Linked DNA regions of Mus musculus: regions 2, 3, 4 and 5 are each linked to region 1. A link is a contact called in public HiChIP or PLAC-seq and promoter capture Hi-C data. All regions are on one chromosome and are shown on one strand. Each heading gives the region's core, a stretch centred on a gene start, on an enhancer-like site or on the middle of the called end of the contact. The rest is flanking DNA. Distances are from core to core; before and after follow the strand shown. Region 1 holds the start of Borcs5 (BLOC-1 related complex subunit 5). Region 2 holds the start of Gprc5a (G protein-coupled receptor, family C, group 5, member A). Region 3 has its middle 15 kb from the start of Ddx47. Region 4 holds the start of Apold1 (apolipoprotein L domain containing 1). Region 5 has its middle 20 kb from the start of Apold1.

The links. Promoter capture Hi-C pulls out the DNA fragments that hold promoters and counts their contacts. HiChIP or PLAC-seq counts read pairs in DNA pulled down with a chosen protein or histone mark.
Region 2: a promoter capture Hi-C map of the 3T3-L1 cell line shows a contact between it and region 1, with 3 times the contacts expected there. The contact joins the promoter of Gprc5a here to the promoter of Borcs5 in region 1. A contact is called at or near these places in 1 of 39 promoter capture datasets (the 3T3-L1 cell line) and 1 of 115 datasets of contacts at active chromatin or transcription factors (embryonic stem cells).
Region 3: an HNF4G HiChIP or PLAC-seq map of pancreatic cancer cells shows a contact between it and region 1. The contact joins the enhancer-like site here to the promoter of Borcs5 in region 1. A contact is called at or near these places in 7 of 39 promoter capture datasets (the 3T3-L1 cell line, 3T3-L1-derived adipocytes, the C10 cell line and 2 more), 2 of 484 Hi-C or Micro-C datasets (B cells and CD8 T cells), 2 of 115 datasets of contacts at active chromatin or transcription factors (memory CD8 T cells and pancreatic cancer cells) and 3 of 9 other capture datasets (adipose tissue, liver and macrophages).
Region 4: an HNF4G HiChIP or PLAC-seq map of pancreatic cancer cells shows a contact between it and region 1. The contact joins the promoter of Apold1 here to the promoter of Borcs5 in region 1. A contact is called at or near these places in 16 of 39 promoter capture datasets (the 3T3-L1 cell line, 3T3-L1-derived adipocytes, the C10 cell line and 11 more), 5 of 484 Hi-C or Micro-C datasets (the N1E-115 cell line, embryonic stem cells, large pre-B cells and 1 more), 11 of 115 datasets of contacts at active chromatin or transcription factors (astrocytes, bone marrow-derived macrophages, embryonic forebrain and 7 more) and 3 of 9 other capture datasets (adipose tissue, liver and pancreatic islet).
Region 5: a contact with region 1 is called in a promoter capture Hi-C map of liver, with 3 times the contacts expected there. The contact joins the enhancer-like site here to the promoter of Borcs5 in region 1. A contact is called at or near these places in 9 of 39 promoter capture datasets (cranial neural crest, embryonic stem cells, frontonasal cranial neural crest and 6 more), 1 of 15 datasets of contacts at CTCF or cohesin (pro-B cells), 22 of 484 Hi-C or Micro-C datasets (B cells, the BV-2 cell line, CD4 T cells and 13 more), 9 of 115 datasets of contacts at active chromatin or transcription factors (bone marrow-derived macrophages, embryonic basal ganglia, embryonic forebrain and 5 more) and 2 of 9 other capture datasets (embryonic stem cells and pancreatic islet).

What each region holds. Positions count from the first base shown.
Region 1 is chr6:134,639,561-134,642,312 of GRCm38.p6, reverse strand. Borcs5 (BLOC-1 related complex subunit 5) reads right to left here and starts at 1,373. Exons shown (of 4, transcript NM_026371.3): 1 at 1,056-1,373. The coding sequence starts at 1,113.
Region 2 is chr6:135,064,264-135,067,015 of GRCm38.p6, reverse strand. It overlaps Gprc5a (G protein-coupled receptor, family C, group 5, member A), which reads right to left and starts at 1,354. Exons shown (of 4, transcript NM_181444.5): 1 at 1,241-1,354.
Region 3 is chr6:135,025,068-135,027,819 of GRCm38.p6, reverse strand. No RefSeq gene overlaps it. Among named protein-coding and RNA genes, the nearest start is that of Ddx47, 15 kb to the right of the region's middle. Within about 2 kb of position 1,404, at least 69 of the 459 cell types and tissues checked have an H3K27ac peak or open chromatin away from gene starts, as enhancers often do. A contact at or near this core is called in pancreatic cancer cells, where this site is marked.
Region 4 is chr6:134,980,636-134,983,387 of GRCm38.p6, reverse strand. Apold1 (apolipoprotein L domain containing 1) reads right to left here and starts at 1,387. Exons shown (of 2, transcript NM_001109914.1): 1 at 1,359-1,387. It overlaps Gm36428 (a long non-coding RNA gene), which reads left to right. Exons shown (of 3, transcript XR_003956531.1): 1 at 1-250; 2 at 994-1,251; 3 at 1,333-1,490.
Region 5 is chr6:134,960,456-134,963,207 of GRCm38.p6, reverse strand. No RefSeq gene overlaps it. Among named protein-coding and RNA genes, the nearest start is that of Apold1, 20 kb to the left of the region's middle. Within about 2 kb of position 1,322, at least 39 of the 459 cell types and tissues checked have an H3K27ac peak or open chromatin away from gene starts, as enhancers often do. A contact at or near this core is called in embryonic stem cells, liver and pancreatic islet, where this site is marked.

The sequences.
Region 1 (2,752 bases), core at 124-2,623:
AGCAGTTAGGCATTATTTATGCATAAAATTGGTAAAGATGTGGGCAAAAATGGGTATACTATAAACATTATCCTGGCACGGGATGTGTACGTTCTATCAGAAATGAGCCTATGCTCATTTCTATGGTTCCCGGATGAGCAACTGTCTGATAGGATGCTACACTACTTCCCCTAAAGTGTGCTTCTGGCCTGATACAGAAAAAAAAAAAGTATGAGATGAGCCATTTTTGCGGGTTTCTTAAAAACAGACGTGATACTCTAGGCCTTCCAAGGAATGAAAACATAACAAAGCTAGTAGCTGCAAGCCCCTGACTGCAGGTCTTGAAGGAACGCCCTTCAGCATGAATCATCTGTTAGCTTCCACATTTCTAAGTTGCAAAGATTACCAAGTAGAGAGCCACTCTGAGACTCTTTGGCTATGAGAGAGTTTAACTAATTAGGCTTGTAACCCTTGAGCCTATCGAGGGCCCTCTCAGAGGTTACCTAAGTAACAACAAAAGGACCAAATGGTTTTCAATTGCCAGCTGTTTTATTGAGCACTTACTACAGGTACAGGACAAAACCCTTCCAAATCCTACCCCAAATGCTAAGAGACGTCTAAAAAATGTGAACAGAAGATACACGAGAGACTGCCTGCCACCTGGCCAACTTATTTTTAAAATTATTAAAACAAAACAAAACAAAAAACCGATACCTGAGTGGCCAGAGAGCGGTGCCTGGAAATATTTGCACCCAAACACTGAGAGTGACCGCCCAGTGCTCACAGGACCCTTCTGAAAAGGTTCCTCGACACCCCGATTTTCAGAAAACCTGATCTTGGAGGACTCGGGTATGATCGATCCAGTGTGACCCAAGTCTCCACGTCAGTGTGGAGTCCAGGAACCGAACACTAAGTAGGTCGTCTTTTAGAAATTAGAGTGAAGCCGGGCAAGCCGGTTTAGGGGACTAGGACTGGGGCGGGAGGCCACGCTTTTTTTGTGTTAGGGAACACAGAGGGCCTGCACCGGGGCGGTCGGCTTCGCCAGCAACACCGGTGCGGGGAGGTGAGGCACCGACCTGAGGCGTTCAGATCGCCGGGGCGGCTCTCGGCCTCCGCGCTCTGCTCGCTGCCCATGGCCCCTGCAGCGGAGGGACACCGGGGCAGAGGCTAGGGAGAGCGGGGAGACCCCGCTGGGCCACAGACACTTGGAGAGGCGCCGCTGGAAAGCACGCCGCTCGCGTTGACAGGAGGCTCGGGACGCCGGCAGGGCTGCAGCCGCGACCGGCGGGCGGCGCTGCTGTCATTCACTGGCTCGGTGGCTTCAGCTCGCTCCTTCCGGGACGCCGATTGGCCGGGCCGGCAATGCGCGGCCTTCAGTTCCGGGTTTGGAGGTCCCGCCTCCAAACCCGAGGGGTGGGGCGGGGCAAGAGACGCGCGCTGGAGGCTGGGGCGGCGCTGCCTTAAAGGGCTAGGCTTCCCCAAGGCCAAAGATGTCCAAAAGATAAAGCCTTTTCCTACCCCCGAAGACACATTAATTACCTTTGAGCAACACATATTAAGAACCATAATGCTGGGGCTGGAGAGATGGCTCAACGGTTAAGAGCACTGACTGCTCTTCCGAAAGTCCTGAGTTCAATTCCCAGCGACCAAATGGTGGCTCACAACCATCTGTAATGGGATCTGATGCCCTCTTCTGGTGCGTTTGAAGACAGCTGTAGTGTACTCATATACATAAAAATCAATTAATAAATAAATCTTTTTAAAAAAAAAAAAAAAGAACTGTAATGCTGGTTATCTTCAAACGACTTTACAGAATGGTCTGGGTTTTTGTTTTTGAGATAGAAGTTCACTCTGTATGACCCTGGTGACCTCGAATTCTCGATCCTGGCTCAATCAACAGAAGTGCTGGGTTACAGGGTAAACCACCACCATGTCAGGCAAAAATCGGTATTTTTACACCTATTTTACCAATGAGGAAGAAAGGTAGTCTGTAGCCCTCAAATTTCAATTCACACTAGTACAGAAGCAGAGTTCTTTTCTAAACTTTGAAAGCAGGGAGTTTTGTAGTAGGAGGCCATACAGGAAATGCCAAGACTGTGTGTGTGTGTGTTTTAAGGAGTTAGAAATAAGTAAGAAATTGTTAGAATATGCTGTTTTATTGACAGATCACTATGGAACTACCAGAAGCCAGGAAGATAAACAGCTAATACAAAAAAAGGAAACTGCTTATCTGAGCCAATCTCATATAGATGGGTAGTAACCCAATGCCTTATAGGGATTCTCTCATCTGTTTCAAGATATTACAAGCAGCTTGGCTTTATGATGTATGCCTGTGTTGCTAAAATTCCTTCCTTGGGGGAGATATAAATACATCTATACCCTTCTACAGTCTCAACTACCACCGAAGTTCAATCCCTTTAAAATATCTAATATCTTGAAATTCAAAGTCTTTTTACAATTCAGTCTCCTATCTGTGGGCTCCACTAAAATACTTTCATACTTCAAGAGGGAAAAATACCAGGGCATAGTCACAATCAAAAGCAAAATCAAACTCTGACTATCCAATGTCTGGGATCCACTCTCGATGCTCTGGGCTCCTCCAAGGGCTTGTGTTACTTCTCCAGCTCAGCCCTTTGTAGCACCCACCTTGTTTTCTAGGCTCCAGATGCCTGTACACCAGTGTTGCTGTTCTCAGTGGTACTGGCATCTCCAAAACACTGCTGTTTTCTGCTACAACTGGACTGCACTTTCACTCTCATAGGCTCTTTTCATG
Region 2 (2,752 bases), core at 105-2,604, 420 kb before region 1:
TTTGATCCTAAGGCACCTCCCAACCCTTCCTCCCCTCCCCTTCCTTCTCTCTATCAGTGATGGCCAGTACAAAAACCCCTAAGGGTGAAGTGTTGGCCTCACCCTCCCCTCCACCTTCCCAGGCCATTGTATCTGAAGTGGCTAAAGAATTCTCCTTCAGTAAAGAGCAAAGAAGAGACTGTTTCCAGAGAACCTTTCACCAGGCTTCAACAAAAGCCTCAGACACTTGCCTGGAGAAAAGGCAGGCAGGCACGGTGATGGTCCTTCAATTACCTGCTTCCAGGCAGGCTTTTGCCATTTGGGAGCCTTCTACCATGAGACCGATACCTGTTATCCCAACACTCTGCAAACTGAGGCAGAATGGTGGTTACAAGCTCGAGGCCAGCCTGAATGTCTAAAAAAAACAAACAAACAAAAAAAAACAACAACAACAAAACAACAACAAAAAAAAAAAACAACTGCTGTTTCCTGTCTTTCCATTCAATGTGATCTGCCAGCCTCCTCCTGCCTGTGTCTCTTCTCCTCCGGGAAGACAAGCTTTTCACCCCCTCTTGTTAAAGAGAGACAGGGTCTTAGAGACTGGGGCAACAGGAAAAGTAAGGGATGGGGTGGAGGAACAACACGCACATGAGAAGGGGGGGGGGGCGTTGAGGTGAGTCACTTCCTGACCTCCACGGCCTTCGCTCCTTTGGGAAGGAAGCGGCTGGCATCCTCTCCCTCTACCCCTCTATTCATTCACAGACCCTTGAAACTCAGATGGGAGTTGAAAGCATCATAGCCCATCTTCCACCCACCAGTGGCTACATAGAACCTGTGGGAGGGGCCTAGTACAGTTCAAGACGGACCTCTCTTTTAATATTGGTATTTTAAACTACTGTTTTGTATCTGGAGACAGAGACTTATATAGCCCAGGCTGACCAGGAACTCACAGTAGAGTCAAGGCTGGCCTTGAACTCTTGATTCTTCTGCATCTACCTCCCAGGTGCAGAATTACAGGCCTGTGCTACAGTTTCTAACTGTTTGCTGATTGGTCTTTCCCCTCTGTTTTAGCCCAGAGAACACATTCAGAGGTGAGAGAAGTTAAGGACATTCCTTTCTCGGTTTCATCTGTTTCTCCTAGCCAGCTGTAGTCCATCACGGGCTGTACTGTCTCAGTTCTCCTTCCCCAAGGCTCCCCACGCCCCACTCTCCGGATTTAAAACTGGGGCCCGGAGCGCGCTCCTGGGTAAACCCCTCTTACCTGGGCGCCGCGGCGCTCGGGGTGAAGCGAGAACTTGCGACTCACGCGTGAAAGGCGAGAGCGCTCAACCCCTGGCTACTGGGCAGGTCCTGGGACAAGGATCCCGCCTTGGCCGCGCAAAGCGGTTATAAAGGCTTCTGTCGCCGGAGGGAGGGAGAGGGTGAACCGAGGGACAAGGGGCGGGGGCGGGGCGGAGGGAGAGGACACGCCTAATCCAGTTCCGCGGCACTTCTCGCTGTTGTGAAAATAAAGTCACCGTGCCAGAGAATGAACTGAAAGCCTCCCTGACGTCAGAAGCACAGTCACTCATGAAATAGGTGGCGGGGTTGCGGGGGAAGCACCCTAGACTGCCAGGCGTAGCTCTCGACGAGTGTTCAGGTCGGTCCCAGAGCTCCCGCCCTTATGAAAAGAGCCACACGGTGAACCCAGCTACGGATGAGCGCTGCTGGCTGTCATCTCCTGGAGGGAACCACACCCATCCTCCCTGAGGGCACTATAGGGCCCCAAGGGCAAAGACTTAAGCCAGCAGCTCCAGGCAGCTCCTTTGTTACTTTCTGTGGGAGAAGTTGGTCTTTATTTCCCCTTGGCGGCACCTGTCTCTCCATCACCCACTCCTTCCTCCGGTGAGCAGGGAGAAGCCAAGTTTAAATGGGAAGAGACAGCCACTCACTCTCCTGTGGGTCCCCCAGTCGCGGCTAAAGAGTAAAGACCAAGGAAAAGTTGAGACGCTTCAGCAAGGCCCTTCTTGGAACTGTCGCATAGCCAAGTTAGCATGGCCTGACTGAGAGATCATATCGCCTTTCTTTTAACCACCTCTCCAAAAGTTTGACAAAGCAGTTGATAGGAACAGAGACGCCAGATAAAATTTTGAAATGAAGGAATTTGCCTTTGGTGTCTGATTCCTCCTGCTTAGGTAGGGGCCCGCAGCGCATCCATTATCAGGCCAGTCCGGCTGAAACCTGCCTGCTCCGTAGTCAAAAAGTCCTGGAATGTCAACGCACTGGACCAGGTTTACCCCGTTGGTTGCGTTGGTGGGCAGCGGGGGAACTAAGCTTTTTAGGTAGTAGGGAAGGCCTGGAGCAGGCCTTCTAAGTGCTTTAGTTCAGTTTTAATACAATTTTTCATGTATGGCGACCCCCAGCCATAAAATTATCTTTGTTATTACCTCATAACTGTAATTTTGCTTCTGTTATGAATCTTAATATACATATCTGTGCTTTTTACTGGGCTTAGGTGACCCCTGTGAAAAAGATGTTTAACCCCTACAAGGGGCTGAGACCCACTTTTCTCCACACCCTTAAATGCTTTTTAAAATGTAACAAACAATCTTGCCAGATGGTAGGGGCTCACAACTTTAATCCCAGCACTCCTAAGGGAGAGGCAAGCAGATCTCAGTGAATTGGAGGCCAGTCTGCTCTACACAGTGAGTTCCAGAACAATCAGGGATGCACAGAGAAACCCTGTCTCAAAAAAAGAAAAGAAAAGAATAAAATGTAACAAGCCAGGCCTGGC
Region 3 (2,752 bases), core at 155-2,654, 390 kb before region 1:
GTGTTCAAGGCTGGGAGGTAAAATAATATATATGTACACACACATATCTGTATATATATACTTTTTATAAATTTATAAAGATATATATAAAACACTTTGTCTCTGTTCTGTAACACACTCTCTCTCTCTCTCTCTCTCTCTCTCTCTCTCTCTCTCTCATCTCTATCTCTGGGGTGGTATGGTGTGTGTGGGTATAAGGGTATGTGTTTTGAACATGGGAAGGCTCACTCGTGTGTGTGTGTGTGTGTGTGTGTGTGTGTGTGTGTGTGTGTGTGTGTGTAGGCCAGAGGTCAACATCCAGTGTCTTCCTTGATTGCTCTTCCTATCATATGGGTCTCAAGGACCAAGCTCAGATAGTTAGGCTTGGCAGAAAGCTCCTTTACCCACTAAATCACCCCACAAGCCCACAACCATATTTTTTTGTTTTTGAGACAGAGTTTCTCATTGAACCTAGAGTTCACCAATTGACTACACTGACTGGCTAGAGAGTCCCAGATGTCCAGCCTCCCTTCCCAAGTGCTGTGATCACAGGCACAGGCCACCACACCAACTGTTCATGAGTTCCGGGGATCTGAACTCAGGCCCTCCTACTTGTACAGCAAGCACTTCAGCAGCTGAGACGTCTGTCCAGCCTCTCATTTTCTTTTTAATGCCAGGAATCAAACCCAGAGCCACGTGCATGTAAACACAGCCTTTGCCATTGAGCTATGCCCTCAGGCCCACAGCCCAATATTGCTGACCATCATGCCTGACTGCTGCTATCATTCTTTTGGATGGAGGACAAGTCCCCATCACTTTGGGCCAAAGACAAAAAGAATAAGTGACTCACTAGCTCCCTGGCACCAAGCCATGAGATAACATGGACAAGTGAAAGCTATGGACTGGCCTGGATGAGGGTACAGCAAAACAGAGGGATATATCGTGAAAGAGGATTCAAGACCCTGAACAACTTACTCTCATACACACTGTGCATTGGGAAGGAAATGCCTGTATTCCCAGGCTCCAGACTGGAGGGGGAGAACCAGGAGTTGGTGACCTATCAATACCTAGATAGGCAGGGGAGACTTTAGCACAAATGGAAAGCTAGCACAGATAGGGACCAGGGAACAGAGCAAGGCTGCATTTTATACAGCATTTAGTTCTCCCAGTCCTAGAGTCTGGGTAACCCAGAGATCCCTGCACACAAAAGGCAAGCTCTCTACCTGTGAGGAAACACCCCAGGCCTGGCCTGGCAGTCCTGTTAAAGACTATCACCCTTCAGATACCTATAGGTACTTCTCATACCTGCCCTGATTGCTACCCCTTAGTCACTGCAGGCCACACAAGAGTACACTGTGTGCCCTTTGATTCTGCACTGCACCCCAGTCACTGCTCACTAGTAACTATTTTTTCCCACAGAGGAAGTGAGGGCGAGCATTTCCCCCTTCTGCCATCTACCGGTGAAAACGAAGATGTTCTGTTATCCTCTCTTAATGGTTGCCCATTGGAAACTAAGTTGGCATCTGAAAGCTTATAGGCATAACACTCATTTGTTATGTGGAGCACATTTAAGGAAATGCAATACTGCCACCACTGGCTGATTCCTTTCGTTCAGTAAGTGCTTGTTGAGTGTATAATGTGAAATGCATACAAAAGACACACATACACATCATATAAGGACTGAGATTTGGAATCAAATTTGGTTTTGTTTTTTTGGTTTGTGTATGTGCTTTTGTTTGGGTCTTTTGACCTAAAATTTTTTTGCATCTATTTATCAGAGGTAGGGTGGAAACTATCACAGGATGTTAAGAGATTAAGAGGAAGTTCTGTGAGTCAGTTCTCTCATTATATGAGTCCTGGGGGGATCAATCTCAGGTCCTCAGGTTTAGTAGCAAGTGCCTTTACCTGCTGAGCCACCTCACTGGCTCTGTTTTCCAAAAGATGGGGTTTCCACGTAGCCCAGGCTGGCTCCAAACTACCTACGCAGCTGATGCTGGCCTTGAACTCCTGATCTTCCTGCTTCTTCCTCCTAAAATCTGAGATTACTGGTATCAGATGAACAGATGGCTGTAAGCAGACGAAAGCTCTACCATGGTTTGAGAATGGCCCCCAATGCATGGAGGTGTTTGGGAAGAATTAGGCGGCGTGTCCTTGTTGCAACAGGTGTGTCACTGGAGGTAAACTTGGAGGCTTCGAACGCCCATTCCAGGCCTAATCTCCTTCGTTCTGCCTCCTGTTTGTGGATCAGATCTAAGCACTTAGCTACTGCCATGTTCCCTAGCTTGATGATCATGGCATAATCCCGAAACTATAAGCAAGCCCCCAATAAATGCTTCCTTTTATATGATGTCTCCTCACAGCAACAAAGTCTCTAAGACAAGCTCCAGCGGTATCAACAGGTATGAGGGTCCTACAGACTGTGTGGCCTCCAGCTGAGCATGTTCTTGTCTTCAATCATGGCCCAGAGCTCTTGTCTACTTAGGTGTGACTGTTTGGCGATACTTCCCAGACCTCAAGTTTCTGCAGTTATTTTTAGCTGTAGTTTTAGTGCATTCTTGAGACAGGTGAGGCATAAAGAATGTAGGTGTGGGTCACCCTTGAATCTCCAGTGCTTGGGCTGAGTCTCTTGTCATTCCAGCCCAAGAGTGACTCACACCCTTTTATTATCTGCCCCAAGGCTAGGTTTCACCTCAAGAACTCTGGATTAGAATTGCCACAGCCTAGTCTCTAATTTCTTTTTTGAGGACATGCCTTCTTCATGCTTTGTCACCTG
Region 4 (2,752 bases), core at 138-2,637, 340 kb before region 1:
ACACGAATAAATAAACCACTCAGGACTGGGAACAGGGAGGTAGGTTACTACTGGGTTATGGGTCAAGTTTCCAAAGGCTCTGGAGCCTGGGACAAGTCACACAAGTTCCCAGAACCCGTTAACTGTGCGTTCCAACAGAGATTATGCTGTCTTCTGCTTTCCTTCCAGGGAACAAAATCTATGGACACCATCCACAGATTTAAATAAAGGTTTAAACGGGAAGGTGGAGACTATTAGAAAGCTGCTCCAGGTAAATGCTCTGAAAACAGAGACTTTGCTCTGTTTTCAAAATGACACTTGGGCTGAGGATGCAGCTCAGGGGTAGAGCCATTGTCTGGTGTGACACCCTATTCTATTCCCCAACTCCTGACAAACAAGGACCAATAAAAAGAAGAGAACACCTTAAAAGTAGCAAACCGTGCATGTAACGTAACAAAAACTTTTCATTATGTGGAGACTTGTGTCCTAGGGACTCAAGGTACTTGCCCCCCCCATTCTCATTATATCATTATATTCTCTCTCTCTCTCTCTCTCTCTCTCTCTCTCTCTCTCTCTCTCCTTCTCTCAATGTCCCTGTCCCTCTCTCTAATCCTAGCACTTGGGAGGCAGAGGCAGGATCATTGAGAGTTCAAGGCCAACCTGGTCTAAATACTGAGTTCTAGGCCATCCAAGGCTACATAACAAGAATTTGTCTCAAGGTAAAAAAGAAAAGGTGCTAGCTAGCAGCTCACTGGAGGCTTCCTTGGGTCCAGATGGACTGAAGCCAATAAAAGGTGACTAAGGGAGAAAGCTGAATGTACCAGGTTCATCTGTAAAAGGCCATCTGTCCTGGTAATGAGGGAGCCCCATTTTCATACACACTGTACTCTCCACCAGTCAGAACTTCTTAAAGGCACCAAATAAGTCACTGAAAGAGCATGTCGGACCTGAACGAGCAGGGCAGAAGTTATTTAATTTTTTATCTTTCTCCATTTGTTTTTGTTGTTTTTAAAGACAGGCTGTTACATAGTCCAAGTTGACCTCAAACCCCCGATTCTCCGGCCTCCACCTCCTGAGTTCTAGAATTCCAGGCTTGCATCGGCATGCACAGCCAGAACTCATTGTCCTCGGTTAAGATGAAGGCCTTTAGAGACCGGCTACCAACAGCTGATGTTTCTCAGTGCCCCCAGAAGAACACTGGTCTCCTGACTCATAGGTCCTACAGCTCCTGGTTGACCTCCATGATCTAGCTGACCAGTAAGAAGTTTTCAGGTAACAAGAAGGTTGGGAAAAAGTCACTCCAAATACATGACGCCTCGAGAGTTGACCCCGATATCACCAATCCCATTGCAGACACATCCCTCGGACTCCCCACTTACCCTTCACTCTGGCCTCCAGGAAGAAAAGTGGGAGACTGTTTCTGGACGAGCATACTTTATAGCTCCCAGGAGCCAATGACGGCTCTGGGAAAGCCTTGTCTCATTCTGAGAAGCTGCTGTTTCCTGCCCTGACCCCTGCTGCCTTCGGCCAGGATATGACATGTTGGAAAAAGAGACGCTGGCAAAGCACGTCCCGTATTTAGGAAATGAATATTGTGTGTTCGCTTTCCCCTCCAAACGCAGGAAGAGAACCACAGGCTCTTCCCCAACTTGAAACAAGTGCTGTCATCTCCCAGTGGGGATACCCTGCCTTTCCTCTCCTGAGAATAGCTACTGACGCCATCGGGGGAGGCTTTCCCACATGCCCCAGGCTGCCCAATTATAGTGTTTCTTTGAGAGGACTCCATCAGAAAATCATTTTTAAAAAGAAATAGGAGGGACCGGAAAACTTAATTATGATCGATACAGCCACTCATGGTCCTTTTCAAAGAGCTTTGTGGGGATGTAAGTAGCTGAAGCATGTGACCCATTAAGGGAGGGCAGCCAGCACCAAGGAGCGCCTAAAATTCAAGACCACGCCCACAGGAAGTGCTGCGTGCAGTTTAGGGCATCTCCAGCTGTGGAGAAGACACAGGAGGTCTCAAAAAGGGCACACTGCGGGGCCAAGTGCGTCAGAAAAATCACTGGGGTCAAGCTGCACACCGAGCTAATTATACACTTTCCATGGCAGCGGGGAGATGATGGCTTCCGGGGTTTTCATATGAAGCGAGGACTGTAGCTTGCATCATGGTTAAATGAGTGGATTCTAGCTACAGGTTCCCCAGCAGGGTCTGAAAAACAGTTATCTATTACAGAGCGTGCAGGCGGGGAAATGAATGTAGCTTCTTTCTGTGCCTTTACCCAGACCAGATGGCGATGCACCCCATAGCTATCCCTGAAGCAGTTAGGGTGGGGGTGGGGGGAGGGGAGAAGCTGAAGCTTAGTTGGGAAACCCAGTCTCACCAAAGGACCCCTGACACCATCGTCAAAGGCCAAACTGGTTTTCACCTAAATGATTCATGTCTCCAGCTGGAGGTGCAGTAGACTAGCACGCGGAGGCCCTGGATTCTAACACTGGCACCCAGAAACCCATCACTGTGGCCCACCCCTGTAATTCCAGCACCAGGAAGTAAAAGCTTGAGGGTTAGACATTCAAGGTCAGCTTCGGATTCATAGCTAGTTGGAATCCAGCCTGGGCTACGTGAGACCCTGTTCCCAAAACGAAACAAAAGTCCCCCTTATTCATTTGGAGTCTCTTGCATCTGTTCAGTGCGGTCTCACTATGGAGTTCTGGCTAGCCTAGAACTCATTAAGTAGATCAGACTGGCATTGAACTTGCCTCTTGCTCTGCCCCA
Region 5 (2,752 bases), core at 73-2,572, 320 kb before region 1:
CAGGACTGTGGCACTGTGCATGTTTCTCTGGGAATGATCCACCAGAGGACGTGAGAGGCTGTCTTCCTGCAAAGTTCAGAAACGTCCAACACAGCATCCGCCATCAGCCCAGCTCATCTGAGGAGCTGCCCTTTCCCACAAGACCCTTCCTTGTCCGTGTGAGATTGTCCGTGTGAGATCCTAGGTGTCTGTTTCACACTGCTGCTGCAGGCAGCCTGCCAGCCTCAACTAGCCTCCTGACTCTGTCTGACAACACAGTGGCGGGGCTATTGGTGTGCTCTGCCATACTTGGCTTTTTAAGTGGGTGCTAGAGATTCGAACTCTGATCTTCACAATTGCACAGCAAGAGCCCTTATCCGCTGAGCCATCCCCCCAGCCCCCAAGGCAGTGATTCTTGAGCCTGGTGGATTCAAATTTAATTCATCTACCCTTCCCTCCTCTGCCCTTGAGGGTAACTCATGACAACATAAAAGAAAATCTAAAACAAGGGCTGCATGCTTGCTTACCTAGCCCTAGCCCTGGCTCACTGAAAGTGAGTCTCTTGTGATTGCTCTGTGGTCCATGAAGAGCCAAGCTGTCTCACAGTTAAACAAACGACAAAGAGTTTCATTCTCCCCAATATCTAAAGAGGCAACGCGTGAAAAAGACACACTCCCCACAATTCAGCCCCTTGCCTAAATTCTCATTGACCCTAAGGCTTCTTCAGCCTGCTGACCCCTACTAAGGCCTTAACAAAGCCCCAGTGACATTGGCAAGGCCCTCCAAGCTCCCAAGGGGCTTTCCAAGGTCTTTCCCCAGGCCACAGCTGTCACAAGCTGACTGCACCATCATTAAAACCTACCTGGCCCAAGATAAGCCCATACAAACCTCCCCTCTGAGATAAACATCCCCACACATGAAAGGCAAGGCTTGGGAGCAAGGCCAATGCGGCCTCTCCTGAAACCTTGGTCTCTCCGTGTTTATTCTCTTGCTTCTTCCTAATTGTGTTTACTTCTTACTTATCAATTTTCTGACCAATGCACCGAATGCTGGACCGTTGTCACGGTGCCCAGGGAACTAATTACGCCCCTCCTCAGAGCTCTAAACAAAGCCAGACAAGACAGCGGAATGGAAGGAGACGCCAGATCACTGTTTATTCCTGATAGAGCTTGATTGCTAAGTGTAGTTTAATGTGAGAAGCAGAAGAGTTTCCCAACTCAGTGGTCTGAAGCTTTATTGGGAAAGAGCCCCAAATCTGCCAATTAAGCCACAGCCCAAGGGCAGAGCTAGGAAAGGCAGCCAGGGAGAGCCGGGCTTATACTAACATAACACAGCTCTCTACCTAAAAGGACAGCCAGCCTTTGGTTTGTTTCAAATTGTTTTGGTTTTTGAAACAAGGTCTCCTATACCACAGCTGGTCTTAAACCTGATTTGTGGCTGACACTGACCTTCAACTTCTGATCCTCCTGCCTCCACCTCCTGAGTGCTAAGATCACAGCTTTGAGCCGCTACACAGTTGATGAAGGTCTAGGGATCAAACCCAGGGCAAGTACTCACTCAAGTACTCGAGTCACCAAACTAAACCCCAGCTTTGGTTCGTTTTCCTTTCCTTTTTAATTGTTAGGTTTGTTGTGTGGATGTGTGGATGGGAACCAGTGTGCCACAGCGCAGGGGTGGAGGTCAGAGGACAACTTCAACCACTTCCTGGGCTCTAGGCATAGAACTCAGGCTTTGAGTGCCCTACCCACTGAGCCATTCACTTGGCCTTGGGTCGGGTGCTTTGGGCTTTGTGTGGAACAGCATCCTGCTGTGTTCCTGGGGCTGGCCTAGAAGTCCATATAGGCTGGGCTGATTGCTCTATTTGTAGCTAAAAAACAGTTTTGTTTTGTTTTTGTTTTTAATGTCCCAAGTCAGTCTAAGGAGATTAAACGTAGGGCCTGGTGTTTTCTAAATAAGCATTCTACCACTGAGGTATACCCCCCCCCCAAAAAAAAGCGTTTTTTACTTAGATACATTTGTTTTATTTTGATAGTTAAATCTCTTAAGTAGCCAGGCATGGCTGCACTGGCCTGTAATCCCAGGAAAGAGGAAAACAGACAGGAGAAGGAAAACAGAAAATGTTGGCTTGAGGCTAGCCTGGATTCCACAGTGAGACTCTGTCTCAATCGATCAATTATCCCTTAACTAATCAATTAGTTAAATGAGAACTTCTCAGGCTAACACACCACTTGGAGGCATCAGATGTGCCTCTGGAGCCTTGCTGTTCCCAGGTAGGCATTGACCTTGTGGTAATCCCCCTGCCCCAGGCTCCGGAATTCTGAGGTTATAGGTGTGTGCTACCTTACCCAACTTGAACATTTAAAGAAGGAAAGAGAATGTGAAAAGGGAGAGAACGCTCTTTAGACTGTTATTTGCATTTCCTTGCTTGTCTTCAAAAATTGTGTAGCTAATCCATCCCGCTCCCCTCTCCCCGCTCCCTGCTCCCCACCCCCAACCCCCACCATTCTCCCCTTCTCAAACTTCCAGTCCCTTTCTCTTTTAACCACGACCTCTCTCTGTGTTCGGAAGAGCCTTTTGGCCTCCTCTAGTTCTCCTCTCTGCCAGTGCCCCTGCTTAGTTCAACAAAGGCGCTCTAGTGAGCACAGGGCACAGAGGGTACAAAGCTACAAAGCTCGCATTCTTCCTGGTAGACAAGAAAAGAGGTGTTGGCAGCGCGCATCATTTAAAAGCGTGTATCCTCTGCCCCAAAGGCATAAATAAAATTCCAAGTAGG